Regions from separate parts of the Mus musculus genome. Here region 1 is linked to region 2. The links are chromatin contacts, called in public Hi-C maps. All regions are on one chromosome and are shown on one strand. Each heading gives the region's core, a stretch centred on a gene start, on an enhancer-like site or on the middle of the called end of the contact. The rest is flanking DNA. Distances are from core to core; before and after follow the strand shown. Region 1 overlaps Inpp5a (inositol polyphosphate-5-phosphatase A). Region 2 overlaps Pwwp2b (PWWP domain containing 2B).

What was found. A called contact is a pair of places that touch in the nucleus more often than the background predicts.
Region 1: a contact with region 2 is called in a Hi-C map of bone marrow-derived macrophages, with 24 read pairs. The contact joins two enhancer-like sites. A contact is called at or near these places in 5 of 484 Hi-C or Micro-C datasets (the G1E-ER4 cell line, bone marrow-derived macrophages, cranial neural crest and 2 more), 8 of 115 datasets of contacts at active chromatin or transcription factors (SST interneurons, bone marrow-derived macrophages, differentiating embryonic stem cells and 5 more) and 3 of 9 other capture datasets (adipose tissue, embryonic stem cells and liver).

The regions. Positions count from the first base shown.
Region 1 is chr7:139,470,395-139,475,580 of GRCm38.p6, forward strand. The region is part of intron 2 of Inpp5a (inositol polyphosphate-5-phosphatase A); the gene reads left to right. Among named protein-coding and RNA genes, the nearest start is that of Gm46004, 84 kb to the left of the region's middle. Within about 2 kb of position 2,962, at least 50 of the 459 cell types and tissues checked have an H3K27ac peak or open chromatin away from gene starts, as enhancers often do. A contact at or near this core is called in bone marrow-derived macrophages, granulosa cells and heart atrium, where this site is marked.
Region 2 is chr7:139,265,820-139,271,644 of GRCm38.p6, forward strand. It overlaps Pwwp2b (PWWP domain containing 2B), which reads left to right. Exons shown (of 3, transcript NM_001098636.1): 3 at 653-1,434. It overlaps Gm32486 (a long non-coding RNA gene), which reads right to left. Exons shown (of 3, transcript XR_880989.2): 3 at 5,447-5,825. Among named protein-coding and RNA genes, the nearest start is that of Gm51504, 10 kb to the right of the region's middle. Within about 2 kb of position 1,557, at least 82 of the 459 cell types and tissues checked have an H3K27ac peak or open chromatin away from gene starts, as enhancers often do. A contact at or near this core is called in bone marrow-derived macrophages, granulosa cells and heart atrium, where this site is marked.

The DNA of each region.
Region 1 (5,186 bases), core at 1,712-4,211, 210 kb after region 2:
TGCCAGATCCCATAGAACTAGAGCTATGGGTGGTTATGAGCTGGAAACCAAAATCAGGTCTTCTGGAAGAGCAGCCAGTGCTCTCAAGTACAAGGCCTCTCAGCAGCTGGCAGACTTGTAATGTTCTCCCCAGCTCCTCCGCTTCCATTGTCTTTAAGCAGAACTGGACTATGGGGTGAGTTATCCACAGATGTTATTATGGTTATCTGCAAAGGAACAAGAAGGAAGCCCCTTTGTCATTGCACTCGAAGGACAGCACTGAGTCCTAGTGAACAGCAGCCATGACTCAGGGCCTCATGGTTCCCTACAGGTCATGGTCAGAACTGATTGCTCTGGTAGTAGAAATTCAAATTTTTGTGAGTTTGTTGGGACATTCTTGACAAATGGTTCATCCATCTAGTTGGAATATTTAGGTCTACACCATGAGTCCCTCAACATGACCAAGATGTGACTGGGCATTGCAAATAAAAGCTTTGGGGCCTGTCATCCCTTCTGTCCTCTGCTGCCACCATGCAGCTAGCTGGCTTGCTTTATGATAAACCAGTATTTGTGGTGTTTGTTTGTTTGTATAAACAGACTCTAGTAATGTGTGTTCTTTTCTTATGACTCTTGTTCTGTGTTCAGAGGACAGCTTCTGTGACTTCCATATTTTAAGATTTATGGAGATTTGGTTTATGGCCAGAAGAAGGCTTCTGCTGGAGAACGCATCTAACAAGAGCTCACATCCTATAGACAGTGAGCGTGTCATAGAATTTGTGACGTCATAGGTTTTGGCTTCCAGTTATGCTATCCCGTGTCTTGGTTGTGTTTGTATTCATGAGAGTGTGTGCTTGTGTGAGTGTGTGTACACGTGTGTGCCATGACCGTGAGTCTGCACATGAGTGTGTGTACACGTGTGTGCCATGACTGTGAGTCTGCACATGAGTGTGTGTACACATGTGTGCCATGACTGTGAGTCTGCACATGAGTGTGTGTACACGTGTGTGCCATGACTGTGAGTCTGCACATGAGTGTATATGTTGCTTCTTCAGTGACTGTGGCTCTGTTTCTTTTTCTGTTATTTTTGCCCAGAGTGCTTTGTGTTGTCGCCCCTTCCCTTAGGTCATTTTTCTGTCTTCCTCTCTGATGGTTTTGAGTTTCATCTTCTGAGGCCTTTTCTGGCATCAGTACTGACTCTGTCCCCATGAAGTGGCTCTTTCTTTGAATAAGTGCTTCAAACCTGTGCCTTCCTAATGTGGGGTCTTGGTTGGCAGCACACCTGAGGCCTCTCTACAACTTACCACCTTCCACCGGCTGTCCAGACTGACTCCAGGGCCAGCTGGTGAGCTGTCTTAGTGGGTTTGGTTCTGGGGACAATCTCAAAGAACTGTTTCCTTTTACACAGCCACATCATTCAGAGCAGGTCCAGACTTGCTATTGTGAGCATCAGTGGGCTGGGTTGGGTCTGCCCTTCATGCTTGCTTGCTGCGTGCATACTCTGCTTTTTGTTCTTTGTTTCTCATTCCTACTTTGTTTTGTGTTTTGTGTTCTGTTCTGACTTATGTTTTAGATGTTTGCCTTTTTACTGGCATTTTGAGTGGTTGCCCTAGTTTTGTGATACACAGTCATGTGTCAATTAACAGCAGGGACTCATTCTGAGAAGCATGTCATGAGATACTTTTGCTAGGCACGCATCCAGAGTATACTCATATACTTTGGTGGCCAGGGCAGGCATTCAGGGTAGCCCTTGGATGTAGTAAGGGGGTGTGATGATTAGAGATGGAGGAGGCTGCTGCTGCTGCACTGTAGGCAGACCATTTTAGAGAAGTCTTTTTTTAGGAAGGAGGAGTAGAACACTCTATCTCTGAAGATACAGCACACTGAATATGTAAACCAGGAACAGTCATCTGTGCAATAGTGGCTGTGTGCTGGCATTACCACAGACACCAACACCATGCCATCATGAGGTGGTAGGGTTTCCAGTTCCATTACTGGAGACCACTGTTCCATATATGGCTTGTCATTGGTGACAACATCAGATTGGGTACATGATGGAAGAGGTAAAAATGCTCCCCTATCTGTGTGGAAACCTTGAGGTTGTAAAGAGTTATATGTAGTGTATAGTTGTACCTGTGGGTGCTGAAGAACCTAACAGGCACTATCAGTGACTGAACCTGGGATCTGCACCTTGTTAGCCAAATTTGTTTTAGGAAGTGGGGCATAGCCTGTAGCTGGTTTTATGTTCTCCCTGAAAGCTCAGCTCTTACACACACACAAGTGGCTAGCAAGGCCTAAACAGATAGTCCCTACCTGGATCACCTAGATGTCTTAGAGCACTGTTGGGACAGACATGCTCCATTTCCTTATGAGAAGCTGGCTTGGCAGTACCCTCAGTGGATATAGTACTTTGTCCCCTTGAAATGTTTCTGAAGGTGTTTCTATGGTTTCCTTCCTTTGACGTTGCTTTTGCAGAGTCCAGTCCCAGGCTGGGCTTTTGCTGTTACTGTTTGTAGGGCTTTTGCTCCAGAGGCCTTGGAGATGTTTTCAAGTTTGTTTCGGGTGCTCTAGGGGCCTGTTTCTGGGCAAATTCAATCTTGTTTCCTGTGATGGTGGCCAGTGCTGCTCTGCTCTGTCCTGCTTCAGCTCTGTATCCTCCTCCCAGCCGGTTGGCTGTCACTCCCTCCTCCTGCTTCCTTCCTGCCTAACAGGACTTCTCACTTACACAGTGCTGAGGTTCCTTGCTTGCTCTTTCCTGGTGCCCATTGTGATTTGTTCTTCCTGCCATCACTCTATTCCGTGAGCACTGTGGTCCTCGTCTCCTGTTTGGCTCTTCATTTCTTCTTGTGGTGGTTCTGGCTCTGTGGTCACAGTGAGCTTAGCTTACTCTGCTGCATGGTTATCCTGTAGAGGCTTCTCTGTATGCAGGACTTTTAACCCTCAGCAGCATGCCAGGGACTCCTGGAACTTGCTGTTCCCAGCTGTGGTGGTAGCTTGCGAGATTCCTGGTGTGCTGGCGCCCTCTCCTGTCAGTTGCTGAGTCAGGTACCCTGGCTGGTTGTGGCTTATTTCCTGATGGCTTCTTCTTGAGCATCATGGTTCTTGACTTCTCAAACTCCTTTGTGGACATCTCCTCCCTTGTGCTTTACTCCCCTCCGACCCAGGTGGCTTCTCTATGTTTTATTTTCTTCTCAGGAAGCCTGCCACAGATGATTCTCTTGTGTGCCGACCTGCTCTAACTTGTAGACCCCCGAGATCTCCCTAGAGCCCATGCACGGATGGCCTGGAATCTGCCCCAGAATCTTGGGGACTCCATTTCCTGACCTAACTTTTTGTCTCTCCAGAAGCCCTGATCCAGGGTGTGTTAGCAGTGCCGCTATATCATCTTCAGTCACACTGAGGCTGAGATGTGGGTTGTTTTGCTTATGTATAAACACACATATCACGGTTTCTGTGTTTTGTGTGTGTGTGTGTGTGTGTGTTTAATATATATAATATATGTATATATGAAATTTGGGAAAATGTGTGGATTTAGTTACCTTAGAAGCTATGTATCTAAAACAGCAAGAAGCTATCTTTCTGCTTACCTAGACCTTTCCTCCATTCCACGAATCCTAGTGGCCCCTGCACACAACCGTCCCTGGTGCTGCTTGGGGCAGAGCAGGTCTGTGGAAGGGATTTTCCTGAATTTTCTTCTTCTTTGAAAATGTACTTATTTTGCCTTCTTTCCTGATGGATGTGGCCTGTATTCTTGTCACATGAGAATCTGTTCCCTGAATGACATCAGAGGAACTGGAGCATCTTCGCTGGGTCTGTGTTCCGTTACTTTGCTCTCGTGAACTTTTCCAGTCTTTGGGTCTCATAGGTCTGGTGATATTTGGTTTTCTCTGGCTTAGCTTGCCAGGAATCCATTGACTTTCTAGAGACTGTACATCTCAGCAAACTAAGACAGCATTTAGTTGTTGTTGTTGTTTAAAATTACTTTTTCTGCTCTGCTCTTCCCCTCCTCCTTCATATTCCAGTTACAACCCTATGTCATGTGATATGTTCATTAATCATCTATGCTTCCACCCAAGGGGAACTCACGCATCACATGGTGGGTAGGTGTCATACAACTAAAAAATTCCTCCAACCTAAGAAAGCTGTAGCCAAAGAAGCAAGAGAAGAGGTCCTATAGACGAGGGAGGGGGCCGGGGACATGCATCATGAAGGCTGAGCAAAAGTAGATTTCAGCTTACATAGAGCTTGAAAATACCAGAGCCCCTAGAAGGGCTTTCTTAACAATGGATGTGTGGTGTTGGCCTGCAGAAGAATCTGTTATGAAGGTAAGCATGCTGCTTGTTCTTAAAACAAACATGCTCCATAAAGAGAAAGAGCATGCTAGCAGCAAAGCACCCAGATATCAGTCTGTGAGGAGAACAGGCACACAAAACACTCCAGATATCAGTCTGTGAGGAGAACAGGCACACCTACAAAACACTCCAGATATCAGTCCATGGCGAGAATGGGTCAATGGAAGAGCGCCAGGATATAGTTCTGAATGAGATTCCTGTTTGAGTGCTAGTTAGACAGGTCCTAGGTGTGTGTTCCCATGAGAGAAGCGTGCCCTGTTACTAGAGTGGCTTAGCTGGCACCAGTGTGTGGAACCCACAAGGAATGGCTACCCAGAGCATGCTCCTGGTGCTGCTGCTGTGGCCCAGTGGGATCCCAGCCTTGTCCTCTGAGGTGACCACTCCTCGTATCCCAGTCACACAGACTGTTGGGATCTCAGGAGACAACAGTGCCCATTGCTTCCTTGACTATGGCAGATGTGTTGTGATCATCATTGTGAATTCCATATCCCCAAGTCCAACACAGATTGAGGCCCAGGTCAAATGTGCCCAGGTATGAATGAAGCAAAGGAGTCCTGCCAAGTGGCAGTGACCCACAGCCCTTCCTCACATCAGCTCATGGCTACTTCCTACCACCTGTTGGGGAAGCCTCATCTTTAATGTATAGAAGTAGCTTAGGCAGGACAAAAACTGGCCCCAAGACACACAGTGGTGTGATCATATCATGAGGTGATCCCCAAACCACTAGCCCAGTGTGGGCACCGACGTCAGTGGTGAGGAGTAAAATCCAGGGCAAGATGGAGTCACTGATGTGCAGGGACTTAGGCAAAGCTCTTGGTGATGTTGTTGGGTACAGTGTGCCACTCATTGGGTTCATGT
Region 2 (5,825 bases), core at 307-2,806:
AGACTGCTGAGTTGACACATTTCTCCAAAACACCTCAGCTTAGTACAGTGCTTACAGGTATCTGTGCTCACTGAGCTAGGCACAGTGGCTAGGCTTGGAGCTGTAGAAAGGCTCTATAAGCCAGACGCCTGGGGCTGATACCACACCCCTAATCCATCTATCCAGACATATACATACTCATCACCATCACCATCACCATCGATTTTCAGGTCTGCTCTCCCTTACCCTGGGGGTAGAGGATGTGTCCTGGTGACTGAGGGACTAAGGATTTTCCTGTACAGTGAGCTCATTATTAGAACAGCAAACTTTCCTTGCAGACATCCTAGTGTTTGGCCCTCCTACTGGACTGGGCTGACCCTGTGCTCCAAAGCCTCCCACCATCTAAGATCCTCTACCGTCCTCTGGCATGGCTGAGCCACGGGCGGCAGAACTTGTGGGAACGAGGGAAGTATGGTTCACTGGCCTGGTGAGAGCTGGTGAGGGTGCAGAACAGCCTCTGGGGTCTCTGCAAAGCCATAGTGCCCAAAGGAGAAGGCTGAAGGGACACTGGTACAAACTCAGTAAGGCTCTGTCCTGATACTTGAACCCTCTAGGGTTCTGTTCCTTATAACTGACCCCTTGGTAACCTCTTATCCTTTCTTCTTCTCCCAAGGTCACCGACAATGAGGGTGCAGCTGCTGTCCTGGAACTTCTGACTTCTGTCCCAGGGACCCACGTGTCTCTGGCTGGCTGTGTGCAGAAACATGCTGGGCACAGTGGCTGGCCTGCCTCCAGAGGAGCAGGTGTGCATGAGGAGGGACCCAGCTTAGGGCACCTGGCTCCTCTCGGCTGAATGTATCTGTTCAGGCTTCAGCGTTCCTAGCCGAGAAGTGTCCTGGAGCTTGGTGACATGTTTGCTGCTTTGTGTGCTAGAGGCTGCAAAGCTTAGGCATCCGCAAACAGAAACAGGGCTTTCTGCCCAGCCTGTGAAACTCCTGGTGTGGGTGCTGGGCCTAGCTACAGGGCATCCTCCTGTGCCTGGCCTCCGTTATTCAGCACGAGCTGCCCTATAGGCTTTGAGGAAACCAAATTGCACGTACTGGGTTCTCCTCCAGCCCTTGGGTATAGGGTCTCTGTGCACTTGAGCCAGGAACCTAGTCGCATCTCTTCCACATTCCACTCAAAGCATGGGTCCCTGGCTCCCAGCCCCAGCCTGCAAGGCCGCCTTGGTCTGAGATGCTGCTATGTCACCAGGACTGGGAAGGGGAGAAGGAAGGCAGAAGTGAAAACAGACCCCAGGTTAGGAGATACCGTCTCTGCCCTGTGAGGCCACATTCCTTTCCCCTCTGTCACTTCCGAGACCAAAAAGAAAACAGAAAGAAAAGAAAACTGTCTCTGCTCCTTTGTCTAAGCATGGAAAGAAATAAACAGGAGTCCGTGTTGAGGCTCTTGCCTGAATAGTTCAAAGCTGCACCTGCCTGACCTGTAGAGAGGTGACAATCCTCTAATGGGGTGGAGAAGGGCCCTGGCCCTCCCTGTCAAGGTGGCACTGTGCCAGTGGTATTGCTCACTCAGGGTCACCTGACAGGATACAAGTCTGAAGCTAGGCCACTCTTTGCTCTAGGCAGTAGTTTCAGTCTCCTGCCTCAGGGCTTACTCTGGTTTTCCAGTCTACCCTAAACCCCTCACTCAGGCAGAGGCTCAGACCTGAACAGTTTGTTTCCTCCAATGGAGCCTCCTGTGTCTGTTTTCTCCCATGGCTCAATTAGAGCTAAGGGATGGATGCCCTGATGGTGGTAGTGGCTTTTCTTGTTCCTGATTTTGATGGAAAATACTCTTGGGTTTTGAGGGTGCCATAGCCCTCAGGAGGAACCTGTGGGCAATACGAGAGCCTTGGTGCCTCTGAGGCTTCTCCAGGCTCAGGAAGGAGGGGTTTGGTGTGGATCCATCACTGACTAGCCCAGCGGCTGCTCTAATGGTGTCCTGTGGACCTGGATCTGAGATTTGGAGGTGGTGGGATGTTCTCCCAACTTTTTATTTTTTTGAGACAGGGTTTCTCTGTGTAATAGCCCTGGCTGTCCTGGAACTCTTTTTGTAGACCAAGCTGGCCTTGGATTCGCAGAGATCCGGCTCCCTCGGCCTCCCCAGTGTTCTGGGATTAAACGTTTGCACTACCACACCCTGCTTCTCTCAACTTTTTGTAGCAGCAAAGCCTTCTTCACATTGAAGCTTTCCAGGAAGATGTGACATCAGACAGTGTCTGCACGTCCCTAAACACATACCATCTCTCCATTTTCAGGGTCTCTCCCAACCACCCTGGAGGCCCTTGTGTCAGGAGGGATGTGTCTTGGTGAATGGAAGCTCTGGGCACCCTTGTGCCTGCTGTCAGCTCATGGCTAGAGCAACAGATGCCCCTCCCCGCAGTACCCCAGTGTCTGGCCCTGAGAACCTTTGAAGATACACAGGTGGAAGTAGGAACCTTGGATGAGAGGGGGCTTTGGAGAAGTAAGAACATCCAGCCTTGCCTTTGTGCCCCCAACACCCCTGTTCTGGGGGCTGGGAGAGGAAGATGGAGGAGCCACTCAGAACCGTTTCCTGGGTGTGTCCTCCCCTACCTCTGTCCTTCAATCAGGCAAGACTGAGTTTTGGCCCTGGAGTCACAGAGTGGTTATCTTCTGCCAGGGCCTGAGTTGCTGCCCTGCCTTTCAGGGGCTCCCCAGGAAAGACTGAGCTAGGGGAGTTTATGCTTTTAATCGGCTTGAGCCAAGTGGACCCTGCCACCTGCGGCCTGGGACAGAGCTTTCCATCTTCAGGAGGCCTGCTCTGCTGGGCAGAAGGGTAGAGATGTATCTTATTCTGAAACAAACAGAACCTAGTAGACTGGACTTCTGGGCTTTGCCTGCGGGATGCATTATGTATCTTCAAGAGCATTGGGCCAGGGCCAGAGGGGATAGGCAGAGGCAGAAGGATCTTATAGTGAGGTCCTAGCCATCTAGGGCTACATACATAGTGAAATCTTGTCTCCAAATAAATAAATAGGCCAGCAAAGGCCACTGGCACTTGTCCCAGGCTTTATTGAAGACTGAAGGAGCAGGCCAGCATGATGTGTGAGCTCTGTACCCTGCTGACCCCCAGCAGCAGCTCAGAGTGGGCTGGCCCTGCCCTCTGCCCATAACTATTCACGCCACCCACATTGCTGAACCATGGGCCTACCTGAGGCCAGTAGAGCCTGAGGAAGGAAAGACCAGTTTCTTCACCAAAGAAGAAATGAGCTCCCTACGCATTCTGGCTCCAGGCCTCCTGTTTTAGCCCACACTGTTGAGAAGGCACCGTTCTGGGGCTCAGTGTCTCTCCCAGGAGAGCTTAGTCCCAGAAGCACCTTCCACTGGGCAGCTCTCGGCCACATACCACTTTTAGTAGTGCAGAGCTTCTGACAGGACTTTAGGCCAGTGACGGTGACATGGACTGGTGTCTGTGAAAACGTGAGTTCTACATCAGAGCCGTGTGAACGGAACTCTCAGAACCTTGGTTCTGGGTCTCAGATGTTGTCCGCCCACATGCACAGAAGGCTCTGTAAGCAAGCAAGCTGTCTACTGGGTCTCCGAGTGGTCAGCCTCGGGCATCTTATGCTAGAGAACTGAGGCTGCAGTGACAAATTGTTCTCCAGGGGTTGGCGGGGAGGGGAGTCTCCAAGAATACTTCACCCTGTGTAGTTGTCAAGGGACCTATGCCTGACCGTGAAAGGTGACGTCCTGGTGTCAGGGTTATTGCTATCATGCAACACCATGGCCAAAAGCAAGTTGGGGAGGAAAGGATTTATTTGGCTTACACCTCCACATCTCCACATCTCCACACGTAGTCCTGAAGGAAGTCAGGGCAGGAACTCAGAACAGGACAGGAACATGGAGGCAGGAGCTGATGTAGAGAGGAGGTGCTGCTTAATGGCTTGCTCCCTCTGGATTGCTCAGCCTTCTTATTTATTTTTATTATATTTTTAAATTATCTAAACTTTAAAGTATTTAACTTTAAATATATTTTGATCATATTCTTCCCCTCTCCCCATGTTCTTCCAGATCCTCTCCCCATCCTTACACACCCAACTTTCTAAAAAAAAGAAAAACTCAATACAACAAAACCAAGAAAACAGACCCCCCCCCAAATATGTAATCAAAAGCACAAAAAGCTGTGGATACAACCATTGTACGCTGGTCAACTACTGAACACGGGCCTGACCTGGATTGGTTGATATATACCCAGTGTCATTCCATCGGAGAAAACTGACCTTCCTTCTTCCAGCAGGTCTGAATGACAGTTCAGTTGTTAACCTTTACCCTAGTGGCTAGGATTTCATTCATTTGCTTTCTTAAAAAATAAAATATAAGATAAAAATGATCACATTGATGTTGGACAAGATAAACTAGCAAAAGGAAAAGAGCCCAAGAGGAGGCACAAGAATCAGAGACCTACTGCACTACTGCATTCTGGAATCCTGTAAAATTACAGTGGGAGCTATAACATGAGCACAGAGGTCCTGGCACAGGCCCTGTGCAGCTGCTTCACTCTCGGACTTCATATGAGCTTTGCTCCCGTTGATTTAGAGGGACTTGATGTCTCGGCCTTCTATCACTCCTGGCTCTGACCCCACTTGCCTCCTCTTCCGTGGGGTTGCCTGAGCTCTGAGGGGAGGGACTTCATCCATCCTGCTTTCTTATAGCATCCAGGACCATGAATGGGCACCACCACAATGGGACTCCCATGCCAATCACTAGGAAACTGTCCTACAGGCTTGCCCACAGCCCAATCTTAGGGAGGGATTTTCTTGAGACTCCCTCCTCCCCAATGACTCTAGCTGGTGACAGGTTGACAGCACAGGTGTGAAGCGCAACCTTTGTGGACATCTGTACATCTAACACTCCAGAGCACTGGGGAGCCCTGTCACTAAAACAAAAGGGACTCTTGCATACCTGACACTTCCCAGACTTCAAGACCATGAAAGTTCCTGTCATGTCTCTTGGTAGCACTCCCTAGAGAGGCCAAGGAGTTACTGGGTATTCAAACTGTTGGCTGGGTCAGTTTCTTCTGCTGTCTAGTCCCTCGATCACTCATGCAATATGATCCTGCTCAGTTGCTTGCTCTAAGTTGCTTGCCCATGTAGGGCCAGTGCCCTCTCTGGCTTGTTGATGGGCTCAGAGGCCCAAGGCACCAAAGCTTTGAGTCAGTCCCTGAAGTCTGTCTTACCTGTCATCCACTCCCAGCCTGGGGACAGCACCTGTCCTGAGTTATGATAGGGCATAGATGATGCTTTAGATGTAATGAGAAGTGAAGTTAGCTTTAAGTCCCTCGATCACTGCCTTTTAAAGAAATACATTAGCTGGGCAGTGGTGGTGCACACCTTTAATCTCAGCACCTGGGAAGCAGAAGGATGTGAATCTCCCAAGTTCAGGGCTAGCCTGGTCTACAGAGTGAGTTCTAGGACAGCCAGGGCTACACCAAGAAACTCTGTCTCAGAAAACAAAACAAAAACAAAAAAGCACATTAGCCATTCTTTCTTCTCAGTCTGATTTCATGGTATAGCACACTGGAGGCTGGGCTGGGAAATGGGGGTAAAAGACCCTACCTTACTCCTGGGCTGACACCAAAGGACAGGTTCCCAGAAGGTGATGCCTGACTCTTCTCAGCAACTCTCGGGGTTCCCTTCTCAGCAATCCTCCCTGTCCTGGTGAGTTACCTTGGAGGAACCCTCTCACAAGGGCTTATTCCCCACAAGGAGGCCTGGAGCACTTCAGACAGCAGGCCTCTGTCTACTCAGTGGTGGGGAGGCCACTCGTGGGGCTGCCCTGAGTGCC